Regions from separate parts of the Mus musculus genome. Here region 2 is linked to region 1. The links are chromatin contacts, called in public HiChIP or PLAC-seq maps. All regions are on one chromosome and are shown on one strand. The core of a region is the stretch at or near the end of the contact, and the rest is flanking DNA. Distances in the headings are between cores, read along the strand shown. Region 1 has its middle 23 kb from the start of Gm40694. Region 2 holds the start of 4933407G14Rik (RIKEN cDNA 4933407G14 gene).

Region 1 (7,685 bases), core at 1,518-4,017:
TTAAGGCCTTATTTTAGATCTTATTATATCAAGGCCTATTATATTCTCCTGGATTAGGGTCACTTGTCTTGATAGCAACGCACCTGCTGTGTGGTACTATTTCTGGGAAGACGAAAACAAGTATCGACTCACCTCAGAGAGAGAACCAAAGACCATAGTAAGCATGCCACCAAAATCTGATTCAGTGAAGCCGTGAGTTTACTGGGACTATTTGTAGGAGTACGGGCGAGAGGTTACTTACAGAAGAAAAGACTTAAAGACAGCTGTGTTTTTGAGTGCTTACCCTGGCATGGGTTTACAGCCCATAAAAGTTTAAAACCTGGACCACACTGCCCAACTTGCAGGCAGCTCAACAGGTTGGAGAGTAGAACATGGAGCTCCCCCTGATATATGGTTATCTATGCCTAGGCAATAGGTCGCTGGCCACTCAGCTCTTACATCTCACGAGGCTAGACTCATTGCACGGGATAGAGTGAGTGTGCTTCAGCAGCCCGAGAGAGTTGCACGGCTAAGCACTGCAATGGAAAGGCTCTGCGGCATATATGAGCCTATTCTAGGGAGACATGTCATCTTTCATGAAGGTTCAGTGTCCTAGTTCCCTTCCCCCAGGCAAAACGACACGGGAGCAGGTCAGGGTTGCTCTGGGTAAAAGCCTGTGAGCCTAAGAGCTAATCCTGTACATGGCTCCTTTACCTACACACTGGGGATTTGACCTCTATCTCCACTCTCATTAATATGGGTGGCCTATTTGCTCTTATTAATGTGGGCAGCTGAGAGCTGCCCACAGCTTGGATTTTAAAGTGCTGGAGACGGAACCCAGGCTTCCCACACTCTAGACAAGCACTCCACCAGCGAGCACGCTACCCAGGCCTGCCACTGCGGACTTCCAATCCTGAGGTTTTGGTAAACAGCCCTGACCTTTCAGCGAGGACCTGGCGTTCAGGCAGTACAAAGCTGGGAGCAGAGAGCTTTCATTCAGACCCTGCCCGGGTGACCCCAGGAAACACTGGCTCCCATCCCTCAGAGCACAGCGGCCACCACCCTCCCTTACTTGTCGGGACTGACCATGCCATCTACAAATCTGCACAGCGTTGCAATGTCCTATACTGTAAGCAGGAACAACGCAGCGTCCTGGGGGAGTCCAGGAGACTTTGGGTGTTCCAAACACAGAGTTCCAAAGCTGAACAAACGGACAATCAGAGGCCATCCTTACCCTGAAGAAGCTAGCGGCCTGCTGATCAGTCGACGGGCAGCTCAGGGCGTCTCTGGTTTCTAGGCAGCTCTGTGGATCTGGGAATTTCTCTCAGTAATCCTTTTTTCTTATATAAACTAGGAGAGAGAGAGAGGCCTAGTAGATCTGGTTAGTTTCAGGGATTTCCTAAAGCTGTTTAGTTGTTTATTTCCTGAGTTTTAATCAGCTTCCCTTCAGGGTGACAAATGTCAACTCAGGAAATTGTTACACAATAATGTCTTAAGATGAATTTATGGGGCTGGCTAAATGGCTCAGCGGGTAAGAGTACTGACTGCTCTTCTGAAGGACTTGAGTTCAAATCCAACAACCACCCATAATGAACTCTGACACCCTCTTCTGGTGGATCTGAAGACAGCTACAGTGTACTTATGTATAATAATAAATAAATCTGTGGGCCGGACCGGAGTGAGCAGGGCCAACCAGAGCGAGCAGGGTTGACCGGAGCGAGCAGAGGTCCTAAAAATTCAATTCCCAACAACCACATGAAGGCTCACAACCATCTGTTCAGCTACAGTGTACCCATATACATAAAATAAATTTTTTTTAAAAAAAGATGAATTTATGTTTTTCCTATCAGTACCCCTCGCTGGGTTTCCAGATTCAAAATCTGAAATATGTTTCTTTCTGAAGACATCTTCTGGATTATGAAACATCTTGCATTCTGCCCTTTCTCTAGTCTCCCTGTCCATCATGGCTGTCCTCCCACACTGCAGCCTGTCTATATTAGCTAGAAGCTTCCTCCTATTTCTGTTTACCCCCAGCAGAGTCTTTTCAGACAAGATCAGATGTGTTCAGAGAGGTATGGCCACAGACTAGCAGAGCCTTTTAAAACTGATTTTTCTACAATAACTTTATCATAATATTTGACATATCAATAATTCTGCTTCTTCTTCTTCTTCTTCTTCTTTTCTTCTTCTTCTTCTTCTTCTTCTTCTACTTCTTCTTCTTCTTCTTCTTCTTCTTCTTCTTCTTCTTCTTCTTCTTCTCCTTCTCCTTCTCCTTCTCCTTCTCCTTCTCCTTCTCCTTCTCCTTCTCCTTCTCCTTCTCCTTCTCCTTCTCCTTCTTCTCCTCCTCCTCCTCCTCCTCCTCTTCCTCCTCCTCCTTCTACTTTTTTGAGTGACTATCAGTGAGATAATCATATCAAGCCTGGTATGATGGCACATGCTTATAATTCCAACTGCTTAAGAGGTTGAGATAGATCAAAAATTCAAGGCCAGCCTGGGCTACAGAGTGAATTCAAACCCAACTGGAGAAACTTGGAAAATAAAAACAAGAACAAAGGGTTTGAGATAGAGCTCAGTTGTAGACTACGTTGCCTTGTGAAAGATCCTCTGCTTAAATCCCTACACCATCCTCCTGTGCCCACAAAGGCCTGTGGGCCTGTTTCTTTGATTAAAATTTTAGCATTTTGAAAGCAGGAAGAATTTTGTCTATGCCAGTGGTGCTTAATGCAGGGCCTTGTAAGTAGCTGTGTGACTCAGAGCCAGTTATTTAATGACTCCACGTCGAAGACAAACATTCAGAGAGGTTAGATGCGGGAACGGGAGCGAGCCGGCGCCCGGGGTCTGTGTGCCAGCTGCTAGTTACTGCTGCGGTGAGGGTGATTTCCAGTTACGTGCTAAATTTAGCACTTGAGAGCATGTTGGAACTGGACAACATATTTCCTAGCTGGAATGCAATGACTGGTAGGCAGCATTCTTTGAAAGGATCTTCAGTGGGAATAATTTCTCAATAAGTTGGCAACTGCAAGAGGGACATAGACTAGGTCATTATGGAAGATGAAAATTAGCTTTTTAAAATGAAGGACTCTGGGCCATATTTGTGAATGATGCTACCAGGAAATGTAGAAGGGGCAACACAGTATGTATTGCATTCTAGGCTATAGTTACCCCTTTCTACATTCTAAACCTTACCTTATAATCACCAATGGGACTTCACTCGAGGCTCAGTATGGATAACTAAGATTTATTTGACTCCAGTGGTCAAACACTTTCCACCCCATGTAGCTGTTCCTAGCCTATTGCCCATCTCTAATGCAGCACAGAAGGGAAAAGCCTGGACCAGTGGCTCACATCTGTCATCCCAGAACTCAGGAGAGTGAAGTAGAAGGAAGCCAGCCTGGGCTGTACTGTAAGTACAAAGCTGGAGTTATGGTGTGAGACTGTGTCTGAAGAATAGCCAGAGGGAGGGAGGGAGGGAGGGAGGGAGGGAGGGAGGGAGGGAGGGAGGGACCCACCTATGGACCGACGGAGGGAGCAAACTTCTCTTTCCCAGGGGTGCATAGTATAATGGGGCAAGTCACGTTTGTGTGTGTGTGTGCGTGTGCGTGTGAGTGTGCGCGTGCGCGTGCGAGTGCGAGTGCGCATGTGAAGGCAGGATATATATGGGATATCTTCATACGAGTTTTAGTGGTAAACTTAAAATGCTCACAGCGTTGGGTGTGGTGGCATATGCTTTTGATCTCAGTACTGGGAGGCAGAGGCAGGCAGATCTCTGATTTTTTTGTGGCTAACATGGTCTACAGATCTAGTTCTAGGACAGCCAGGACTACACACACACACACACACACACACACACACACACAAGCCCATGTCCAAAAAAAAAAAAAAAAGAAACAAAAACTAAACAAATAAATTAAATATTCAATGTAGGGTCTCATGAAATCCCAGGCTGGCCTCAAACTCATTATGACTTGAACTTCTGACCTTTCTGCCTCCATGCTTGAATGCTAGAACTGCAGACTCCACTACAGCCCATTTGTGTTGTGCATGGCAGGCAAGCACTCTGCAAACTGAGCCCGTAAATATCACCAGCCATAAACACACTCTTAAAATAAATTCTGTATTTTAAATGGGGAGAAAATTGGAAAGTCAATAGATTGTAGGAAATCAATAGAAACAATTTTATGTTTACTCAGAAAGAGTAGAATGTAAGGCACACAGAAATGAAATAAAACAACCCGCCAAACCAACCAACAAAACAAAACAAAAACAAAAACGAAAAAAATCCACAGACACTAAAACGCAGTATTCTCAAAACAATGCAGAAAGTGAAGGCATTCTAACACTGGGGAGTGGACATTGATCCCTGGTGTGAAGAACTCCTTGGGATCCTGGCTCTGTCAATAGGGACAATTCCTGTCATCTCATTGGCTCTGTTTGCCCAGCTGCAAAATCTGGGTGTGATCTCTGGTATCTAAGGTGCCTTTAAGTTTGGACTATCCACCTCTGTATTTGTGTGTAGTATAACCTAGCACTTGGAAGCAGAGACTCAAATGCTTGGGCTCAGTTCCCTCACCCCATACCTGGCCATGGGCAAGCTGTTCAGTTGCTCAGGAACTTGTTTTCCCATCTCTGTACTAGGGATAAAGATAGTGAATTTGCCCCGCTTGGGGTTGAGGGATCAATAAAAATGATCTATTTTTAAATGCCTAAAGCAGGGAATATCAGAGAAAGAGAAACCATTATAAATGCAGTTTGTAGATGCTGTTTCTCTAATACCCATTTGGCACCACGGACAGCATAAAACCCTGTGCCACCGTGTAGCTGCAAGATGCTGAAGGTAAATGAAATTAACAGAGCAGAGTTTGCAAGGTCTCCTTTTGGGACAGGAATGAACGGAATCTTAGGAGATGGTGTGGTCGGGACCTCTGGGTTACAATTAGGTCAGAGTCAACTGAAAAAATATTCCCATCGTTCAGTGGAAAGTCACTGAAAACTCTGTGGAGACAGTACCACCCCTTTGTTGGTGTTTATCTTCCAGGATTCGCTGCTGACTCCAGAGGGCTGACATATTGTTATCCTGGCAGAGACAGGATTTTAAACAAGCTTGGGAGATTTTTCTAACCCAAACGCTAAGTGTCTACAGTGGGCTTCTGCTAAACTGACGATACAGCAAGACTCAAGTCTGTGAGAGTCTGCCGCCAATCGCAAGGATCAAAGAGACGTGAACTTGACTCGTTGACAGGGACGATGATGTAGTAATGATCGCAGGTTATTTCGGAATTTAGAGTCTCATGTCTCTGTCCTTAGACCGCTCTCTGCCTTCCTTTTGGTGGGTATAGGAAAGAAATATGGAGGGCTACGGGTGCGGCAGACCAGAGTTTGGTTAGCTAAGGCAGGAATAGCATAGCCTGGGCTACACGGGAAGAGTGTTTTGGGGAATGGGGAGGAATGAGTGCCAACCTAGAAGTGTACTTTAGTGACAGAGTACTTGTCTGGGTCCAATCTCCAGGGATAAGCACGTGCACACGTGCAAACAGACACACCCCCTCCTCGAAGACAGCATATATATTTAATGACACCACTAAAAGTTTTTACCATACCCCAAGTTTCATCTGCTGACGTAACTTCCACTACTGAAGCTAAAATGGGGGGAAAAAAACCCTGTTATTTGTCTATAGTTCTAGCATCTTTTGAGTCTTCTTAGATCACTTTTTACAAAGTTGAGCTCAAAATATCTTTCCATTTCTGGGATAGTCAAGAAACTGAGGCAGGATGACCATAATTTCAAGATCGACCTGGGACACAGAGCATTCAAGGTAACCTGAGTGTCTCAGTTGGACGCTGTCTTTAAGAGAACAGATATCCTTTTAAAAGTCAGTCTTAGTTTCTTTTCTTGCGGCTGTGATAAAATACCCTAAAAAACTTAGGGGAGTGTCTTGGTCAGGGTTTCTATTCCTGCACAAAACATCACAATCAAGAAGCAAGTTGAGGAGGAAAGGGTTTATTCAGCTTACACGTCTACATTGCACACTTCTTTTTAATTAATTACATCCCAAATGTTGCCCCGCTTCCTGCTCCCCCTCACAGAGTTCCTATCCCCCCTCCCATTCTGCCTCCCTTTGCCTCTGAGAGGTGCTCCTCCCTTATCCCCCGACCCTGGTACATCAAGTCTTTACAGAATTAGGTGCGTCCTCTCCCACCGAGGTCAGATGTGGCAGCCCTCTGCTACACATGTGTATGTGGTGGTGGGTGGAGGCTCGGACCAGCCCGTGTATGGTTTTTGGTTGGTGGCTCAGTCTCTGGGAGCTCCCAGGGGTCCAGGTTACTTGACACTGTTAGTCTTCTTGTGGGGTTACCATTTCCTTGAGGGCCTTCAGTGCCTCCCCTAACTCTTCCACAGGGGTCCCTGACCTCCACCCAAAGTTTGACTGTGGGTATCTGCATCTGTCTCAGTCAGCTGAGCCTCTCAGAGGCTGCTATGCTAGGCTGTCCCAGGCAGCTCACCCTTCATTGCTATTCTACCAAGGATGGGTAACCGTAACCACATTCCTATTCCATTTCTATAGGACAGTTTTTTTTTAACATTTCATATCGTTGAAATCATGTGCTATTTATCTCGCTGTGACTGGCATAGTTCACTAACATACTAACCTACCTTTCTATTCATGTGTCAAACCCGGGAGGGGGTCTGTCCTTTTATAACTTCATAGTATTCCATTATGCATATAAAAAGTGTTTTCTTTATCCATCCACAAGTTGGTCCAAATTCACGTTTCCAGTTTTTAATTTTTATAATAAGCATGAGAATAAAGTTGTGTCTTGATAATGATTTCATTTCCTTGAGATATACGCTTGCTAGGTTCTACAATAATCCTGTTCTAATTAATGATTGTACTAATTACCAGTCCTGTTATCCATGTGTAAAAGTTCTTTTTTTCTCCACCAGCTCTTCTAATCCTTAACTATCCTTTAAAAAATATTTATTTTATTTTAATCTTAACCCTTTGGGTAAGAGCCATTCTGACTGGGTTAAGGTGATACACACTCTTTGACTGGCACCTTGCTGATAATTATTGATGCTTGAATGTTTTACATACCTGTTAGTCATTTGTACCTTTTGTTTCTTTTTTAAAGAAACCCTTATTTCCCATTTCCACTGGGTTTGTTTGTATTTTGATCTGGGATGTTTGTTTGTTTGCTATTCAGTTGTTTTCTATGTTGGAGAAGTTGTTTAGCTGTTGATGTATATTATAGAATTTCAGTGTCCACCTTTGATGTCATGGGTAGGATGTGTGTGTGTGTGTGTGTGTGTGTGTGTGTGTGTGTGTGTGTCTGTGCGCCTTTAATCCATGAAGCACCTAATTCCCAAAATGGAGTTATGAGAACGGGAAAGATTATTGAAGGAAGGTTCTGGCAAGGACAGGGCTCTGGGGAGCAGAAGGAGAAAGAAGAGGTAGGGATCTCACTGTGAACAGACCAGGAAGTGTCACTGGGTGAGACAAGGACATATGGAGAGTTGAGAGGCAAACTCCGCCATACCCTCGGCCCACTTGAGAGTCTCACCCAGGCAAACAGACACGCGTGCTCCTCTGGGTCTGTGTATTTCTACAGCTGCGACTCAAGGGCTGCTTTATCTTCTCTCCGAGTGTTTCCTTGGCGCGAAGCCAATGGGAGTCCAGGCTCTGGAAGAGTCTCAACGGAGCAGATGG
Region 2 (7,685 bases), core at 2,462-4,961, 71 kb before region 1:
CACACACACCAGGTAAGTGGGAACCAGCTACACCCTTTTTCATTGCTTTCAGCCTTTTTATAGCTCTTTATATTAAAAGTTCTCTACGTCAGAAAGAACTACCTCATAGATCAGTTTTCACATGGCCTTGCCTTATCATAGTGCACACCTGCGGCTTCATCCAGAATGCTCTTCCTTGAACACGAATTTTTCCCAAGCCTATATCCCTTTTTAGTGTAATTATGAAAGCTCATTGTATTTCTTATTGTGCAGCCTTTACTATTTATGAGAAGTGAGGACTTTCAATTCTTGCTTTTAATTTTATTATATCTTTCTAGCAAAACAACTAAAACCATCTTAAAAGTTTCTTCCTAAAACTATTTGAATCAAAACAGGAATTCTGGGGCTGGAGAGATGGCTCAGCGGTTAAGAGCACTGTCTGCTTTTCCAGAGGTCCTGAGTTCAATTCCCAGCAACCACATGGTGGCTCACAACCATCTGTAATGAGATCTGATGCCCTCTTCTGGTGTCTCTGAAGAGAGTGACAGTGTATTCACACACGTGAAATAAATAAGTCTTAAAACAGGAATTCTATGAAATCATTAATTCATCTAATCAACATTAATTCATGAAAGCTCATCTTTATGTTGATCTGCATGAAATCTCCTCAATAGGGTGGGCTAATGCTCAGAAATCCTTAGGGTATGTAATAGTAACAGGAAAGGCATATCAGCTGCAAGAAGCAATTTCTTGGGGCCTTGCCTCTCAGAGCTCACCTACTGCAGACCATGCAAAACGTGGTGGGCCACCTCCAGGAAGATCGCCTGCTAGCCTTAGCCTTTCCTAGATGGCCCCTGACAATTCCCAGCACCCATATAATTCCTAACTTAGGAACATGAGTATTGGGAACACAAAAGTTGCAATCACAGAATGGTGTGTCCCCTCTCCCCCCTCCTGTCCCCCGATTTTTAGATAGGGCTTTACTATGTAGTGCAGACTGTCTCAGCACATGACAAGTAGACCAGGCTGGCCTTGAACTCACAGAGATCCATCTGCCTCTGCCTCCTGGATGCTGGGATTAAATGTGTACATCACTTTGTCCCACTCAGGATAAAATGTTTTATCTCCAAATTATGAGTCCTTTCTGCCCACTAGTGTAAGATCTAGTGGAGGTGGATTCAGGTGCTTGGTTCCCTACAGTACATTCCCAAGGGGCTGGTGGTTGCTTGGACTGATCTGTGCCACTCAGGGAGGGTGAGCGAGAGGAACTGGATTGCACAGATTGTGAAATCAGTAGAGATTGTAGCTATCCCTCATTCACTGAGGACATGCAATTACACCCTCATTGGACAAAGTCGGGCATCAATGACATCATCTTGTGTTCATCCATTTCTTCTCCAGTTCGGTTAAAAGTCTTGCTGTCTAAGGGCTGGAGAGATGGCTCGGCAGTTAAGAGCACTGACTGCTCTTTTAGAGGTCCTAGGTTGGGTTTCCAGTACTCATGTCAGCTTATGCTTTCCTGTAACTCCAGAGCCAAGCCTGGTACCCAGTGTCCTGCCTCTTAGGCCAACTTGATCTTTGTAAAAGCATAGAAATACCAGAGCTGCACTGGCCTTTTGCCAAGTCCCTGCAGGAGGTCACACAGCCAAGCAGCTCTCTGAATTCCTCTCTATTCTTAGCCTGAACTCTCAATGACTCTGATCTCCAGCCTTTCCCTCCTCTTCCCTTTGCTTGGCTTGTTGTGTGTGTGATTTGTGTTTTAATAAGTGGAGCTACGTGTAGGAAACAGGCTTCAGCCAGTCCCGCTGCAGACACCCCCAAAAGAATAACCTTGAGACAAGAAGGCCTGAGAAAATAATTGGCTTCCTTTCCTCTCAAGTGACCTAGAGTGTCCAAGAGCTGCTCTCTCTGTCGCCGGTCACAATTGCCAATGGGGCTTAGGCTGCCCATGAAGAAGGCGAAATCACCAGGAACAAGTTTCAAGGGGGACTGGCTGCTCGTGATTGCCACTGAAGTCTCATTTTGATAAAGACAGAAGCCAATTCTTCCCAGACCGAACATCTGCTTCAATTCTGCTCCTCGAGTCTTCTTCCAAACACGAACAAACAGCTTGTTTTTGGCACAGTTCTTACTTCTCAAAACCGACTTTTTTATCTGTTTGTCCAAACACCTGCTCTGTCTAAACAAAAGGCCAAAAGGAACTTAAGTGGTTCCGGGCTTCCAGTTTCTCAAAAGGACAAAACCAAGAGAGGTTGCAAGACGTGACAGTGGTGTATAAAATGACCCATGAGAACATCTCTCTCACATTCAGGTCAGGCAAAGGTTGCTCTAGGCAAGAAGTCAGAGGAAGAATTGGAGTCGGGTCTTGTGTTTCCGATGTCCATTGCTGTGGCACACATTATGCTACATTGGATATTACTGTCTGTTACTGCATAACAGATTACTTTAATATTTGTGCCTTCAGACAACAAACGTATTATCCGACCATTTCTGTGGTCGAGGGTCTAGGTTCAAGAACTGGGTGCCTCAGGTTATAATTGAGCTCTCATCCTAAAGGCTGGATGGGGTTGAAGGGACTCCACTGTCAAGTTCACTGACATGGTCCTTTGTAGGGTTTGGATCCCGGGATGCAGGCTTCTCTATAAGACAGCTCTAACACTTTCTTACAGCGAAACAGTTGAATGAGCAGGATAGAAGCCCTGGTCCTTTGGCTACCGCATCTCAGGAACACCACCTACCATGATTGCTCTCCAGACAGTCCTCAACGTACAGGTTTTAGAACGCTTACCTTTCAGGTGGTATGAAGAGCGCACATGCAACCACTGTGGGACCTGTGGCACTGCTTTGAATCAAACGTGTTTTGTGTTGGATTATTCCCATCCGTAGGCTAATACAATTGTCCTGAGCTATTACATTCAGTAGGACAGACGTTTGCAATGCATTTCGGCTTCCTGCTATTCCCAGCTTTCGATGAAGGAATTTATTGTTGTAAACCAAGAAACTCCCTGTGCTTTATATTCAAAGAAAGTTACTAGTTTTAATTCTCATATGGGAATGTGAATACCAAGAGACAGTGACCATTGCACCGTCTGTCTTAGAAGATTGTATCATATCCTGCCATATGGATTGGATTTAAATATACACATGGGTGTCAGAAAGATTTCAAGGACGTGTTCTTTTGTAATTTAGTCAGAGGTTAACAAGAAACTATAGCAATTGACTGGCCAACCTTGGACTAGGTGTTCAATACCAAGCCAGAGAATTAAATTTTATCCTTGAGCTATGTCTTAACAGTTACAGAGCATGTGGGGGAAGGGCATTTGACTGAATACAGATGTGAAATTAATGACCCTCCCCCTTTTAAATAAATAACAGTTTTTCAAGCACCCAGCATAAAATGAAGCTGGAAATTGAGACTTAGTCATACACCTGTGTATCCCAACTGATGGAATCTCCTTATGCACTCTGGGAGTCTGCTGAGCCTCAGGGACTTGGGATACATAGACAAGAAGGCAAATGTGGCATTTGAGAGCAGACAGCTCATTTCCCATGCCCCTAAAAGTTCAGGAGCTTATTGTATACTTAGACTGGATTCCATTGTAACAACTGATCCTGGCCAGTGGGCAGTATTTCCCTCTCCCTCTCTTGGCATGGATGCCTCCTAGAACTGTATCTGTATAGCTACACACCCTGAGTATGTAAGAGCACATGTTCTGGCTGAGGTAGGTGTGTGTGTGTGTGTGTGTGTGTGTGTGTGTGTGTGTGTATGAACTCATAGTGAGAGAATGTTAGTTGTGTAATGAAATCATAATGTGACATCACAGAAGGAGTGGTTTAGACAACAAACATTTATTCCTCAGAGTTCTAGTCGCTCCTAGTTCAAGATGGGGGTGTGGGCAGGTTTGGCTTCTCTTGAGGTTTCTTTTATGGGTGTGCCATGGCTGCCTTCTGTGTCCTTACATGGCCTCTTCTCTGTTCACGAATGTCCCCTGTGTCTCTAACACATGTTGTTGTTAGATCAGGGCTCTGTCTGGCTGTGCATCTGCCTCGCCACTGGAATGCCGCTCAGGGAAGACAGAAAGCAGACCTAGGGGACTGACTTTGGGCTCTGCGCATGCCAGACAAGCACTGTGCCTCTGAACTACTTACCTAGATCTTGATTTGCAGCAGAGTCTCACTGGTTCTGGCTAGTCTTGAGCTTGCTATGCAATCTAGGATAGCCTTGGATTCCTGCCCTAGTTTGCTCCCCTGTTGGTTGAATAAATAGGATGATCTGATCCAAGTTGGGAGAGCAAAGGGTTTATTTGGCTTACACTTCAACATTTCAGTCCTTCATTATGGGATGTCAAGGCAGGAAGTCTGAATAGGAACCCAAGATAGGAGCCTGGAGGCAGGGACTGAAGCGGGAATTCATGGAGGAATGGTTTACTGGGCTTGCCTCCCATAGTGTTCAGCTTGCTTTCTTTAAAAGAAAACATTTTAAATTAAAATAGAATTATAACACTTCTCCCTTTCATTTCCTCTCTCCAGCCCCTCCTAGGTCCCTTCCCTCAAACCTCTCCCATGGGCTCACATTCTCAACTTGATAGCTTCTTTTTGATAATCTGTCTGTCTGTCTCTCTCTCTTACACACACACACACACACACACACACACACACACACACGCACGCACACATACCTTGCTGAGTCTGTTTCTGTTGTTTGTGAGTGATGGTTTCAAGGCTGACCACCCTGCATTGGAGAATCAAATGGTTCTCACCTCTTAGGAGAGGCTGATACTCCTTCCCAGTGTTGCCTGTGCCCTGGGCTGCTCTCTGCCTGACCCTACCTGCCCTTGGGAGTTGGTGTTGAGGTAGTGCAGAGTCAACGGAGACTCTGGGAGCACGTGAGAAACGCTGCAGCAAGCTTTCTAAACACTGCTGCAAGCTCCTTTAATACCCTCGTTGGTCCCAAGGAAGCACCTTTTCTAAACAGCAGATCTTGATTGGTTGGCATTGTCTGTACCAGCAATCCTTGGTCTCTCAGGTAGTCTTCAATTAGGTTCTCCTGCAGGAGATACGTTTGGGGCTGTGTGGCCCCTAGAGGCTGTCCCACTATTCCTGCTACAGCCCAGTAGTCAACAGCTGCCTGTAGTTCTTTGTGTAGGAGTGAGAGACTGTGAAATGACCCCCCCCCCCATTCATGTGAATATGCCCATTGCTATTGTGATTGTTCCAGTCTTATTTATGTAGCTGTTTTAGGAGAGACTGTCTCACAGCAGACTTCCTGGCAGTCTCAATCTCCTAATCTCCGCCCCCCCCCCCCAAGCTATAGATGCAGGAGCTATGTAGCTATGTGTCTGTTGTTGCTTGGCTCCCCACAATCTGTTGATCTCTGCACTGTATCCAGCTGTGAATTTCTGTGATGGTCTCGTAATTATGCTCATCTAGAGAGATAACGTTCCCATGGATCTGTAGAGTAGATCCTTGACGTGGCTGACATACACTGAAGACATCTTTGGCTCCCCACACTTGGCTGCTCACAAACACTGGGCAGCACCCAAATGTGGACACCTGCTGCAGCTGCCGCCCTTCATGACATTTGTGGTTTTAATCTTAAATGGGCTCGAGAGTTAAACGTCTATAAAATTTCAAAAGGATATTGTCCCTACAATTCTCCCTAAAGTGAAGAACGTGGCTCGTGAAATAGCTCCGTGGGTAAAAGTACTTGCCAGGCAAAGGTGAAAACCTTACTTTGATCTTCCCAACCGCGAAAAGAACCAACCCTACAGCACTGCCTTGCCTCCACGTGCAAGAGCTGAGCCATTTCTCCAGCCCTCTCCACCTTCACTTTTGAGACAGGATCCCCCACTACACTTGCCAAGTGACTGGCTATGCAAGTCCCCGAAATTCTTGTGTCTCCACCTCTTCAGCTACTGGATTATAGGCACAATCCGTCCCAGCCAGCTTCCTAAATAGGTAATGGAAGTCACAGCCCAGGGCTTCATGCTTCTGGGGCAAGCATTTCACAAACGGAGCCTTAGCTTGCTGCTAACATTTCTGTTCTCATAACAATAAAAGGTCCGATGTCGGGGAAGCGGCGCTGTAACGACCATGGCTTTTCCTCTCCACTGTGTTTTTGTTTTGATTATCTTGTTTCCCTGTGCATTTATGTTTCTAGGGTCTTATCAGAAGTCCCCCTAATCACCTAATCTCTGTTCGTTATTATCTCGATCCCTTTTCAATGTGTGGCTCACAGGATTGTCTTAGAATTTGTGCTCCTTCTCTGAGGACCTGCTCTGGGGCTGCCAAGCTTGGGATTTCCCATCACCATCAATGTTAGCATTCTTCTAGGCTCCGCCCAACAGTTACCTAGCAACAGCCAGGTACAAGCCTCGCCCCTTAGAAGAAGGGGCAGGCTTCTCCCCATCTACTCTTCACACCACCCGCCACCCCATCCCACGTGACCATGGCCGACCTCTTCCCCCATTCCCCTCTTCCTTTCTCCCCTCTCTGTCCTTTTCTCTCCCCCTTTCTTTACCTCCAGCCCTTTCCAGGTCCCACTCCACTTCCTGGCTCTCTTCGCCCAATAAACTTCCTTTGTACTAGGCCTGTCTCATGGTGGTGATTCCCCCATCCTCAGGGGAGGGAGGGCAGGGGAAACACCTTGCCAGGGCCCGCTGAGGTGCTCCCTCCCATCCGCCGCATGACATTACGCTTCATAAAACACAACAATCACCATCACCAGGGGAATCCCCTCGCTTCCTTCCCGTGAAGTTCGTCTGCTTCCTGGACTCCCTGTCTTCTCATAGTGTGCTCTCCCCTTCCTCCTCCTTCATGGCATATGTGCTATCGGAGCTTCCTGAGAGGATATGCAAGACCCTGTCCTTCAAAGTCTTGCCTGTCTGAGGTAGCTAATGCTTGGTTACAAGTCCAGTTCCAGGGGAGACGCCATCCTGCCTCAGAAGAGCGTGGCCTTTATCTTCCAGCACAGCCCGTGGTCTTGGAGTCTCCAGAGCAGCTGTTGAGGAGACCTAAGCCGTTCTGACCCCTGACTCTGTGCGGGATGCTGCAGGAATTCTTTGTCTCAGCATTAGGAAATGTCACTGTGAGATGCCTATCATCTTGGCCGCTCAGGGTCCCTTTCATACTGAAAACTCACATCCTTTGGCTCTGGGATGTTTTCTTCAATTGTCTCATTTCCTTTGTTGTGCTTCTAAAAATCCCTGTTATTCTGACATTGCGATGAATTTTGCATCTGTTCATTTCTAGTTCTCTCCCTGCCATTTCGTGGAAATCTCCAAAGGTGATTCCTACGGTCTAGATAACCATTTGTAATGGCTGTACTAGTGAGTTTATGAAGCATATAGAAAACGGAAGCAAAGGGTCTTAGCACCCAGACAGAATCAGTAGTTAGCATAGCAGCATCAGATCAGTGCTGATCGTTAAGATCTCAATGAAACTTGTGACAGATGGATAACCGGAAGTGCCTACTAATATAACCGGAAGTGCCTGCTAACATATCAGAGCAGATGCTGGCTCCCAGGTGCTGAGCATCAGGAGGACCTGTTTCAGAGTCACCCTGGCTGATATACCCCACCTCAATCTCTCCAACCCCTCAGCTTCTCTTGATTCCTATATAAGCCAGCCATTTTGGCTACCTGTCCTCCTCTTTGTTCCTGGCCCTTCTCTTGGCTCCTGATCCCTCCCTTGGCTTCCTCCTCTCT

What was found. HiChIP or PLAC-seq counts read pairs in DNA pulled down with a chosen protein or histone mark.
Region 2: an H3K27ac HiChIP or PLAC-seq map of heart atrium shows a contact between it and region 1, with 5 read pairs. The contact joins the promoter of 4933407G14Rik here to the enhancer-like site in region 1. A contact is called at or near these places in 2 of 484 Hi-C or Micro-C datasets (brain and liver) and 5 of 115 datasets of contacts at active chromatin or transcription factors (embryonic stem cells, heart atrium, intestinal villus epithelium and 1 more).

Annotation. Positions count from the first base shown.
Region 1 is chr10:75,374,058-75,381,742 of GRCm38.p6, reverse strand. No RefSeq gene overlaps it. Among named protein-coding and RNA genes, the nearest start is that of Gm40694, 23 kb to the left of the region's middle. Within about 2 kb of position 2,767, at least 27 of the 459 cell types and tissues checked have an H3K27ac peak or open chromatin away from gene starts, as enhancers often do. A contact at or near this core is called in heart atrium, where this site is marked.
Region 2 is chr10:75,445,536-75,453,220 of GRCm38.p6, reverse strand. 4933407G14Rik (RIKEN cDNA 4933407G14 gene) reads right to left here and starts at 3,711. Exons shown (of 3, transcript NR_045841.1): 1 at 2,768-3,711.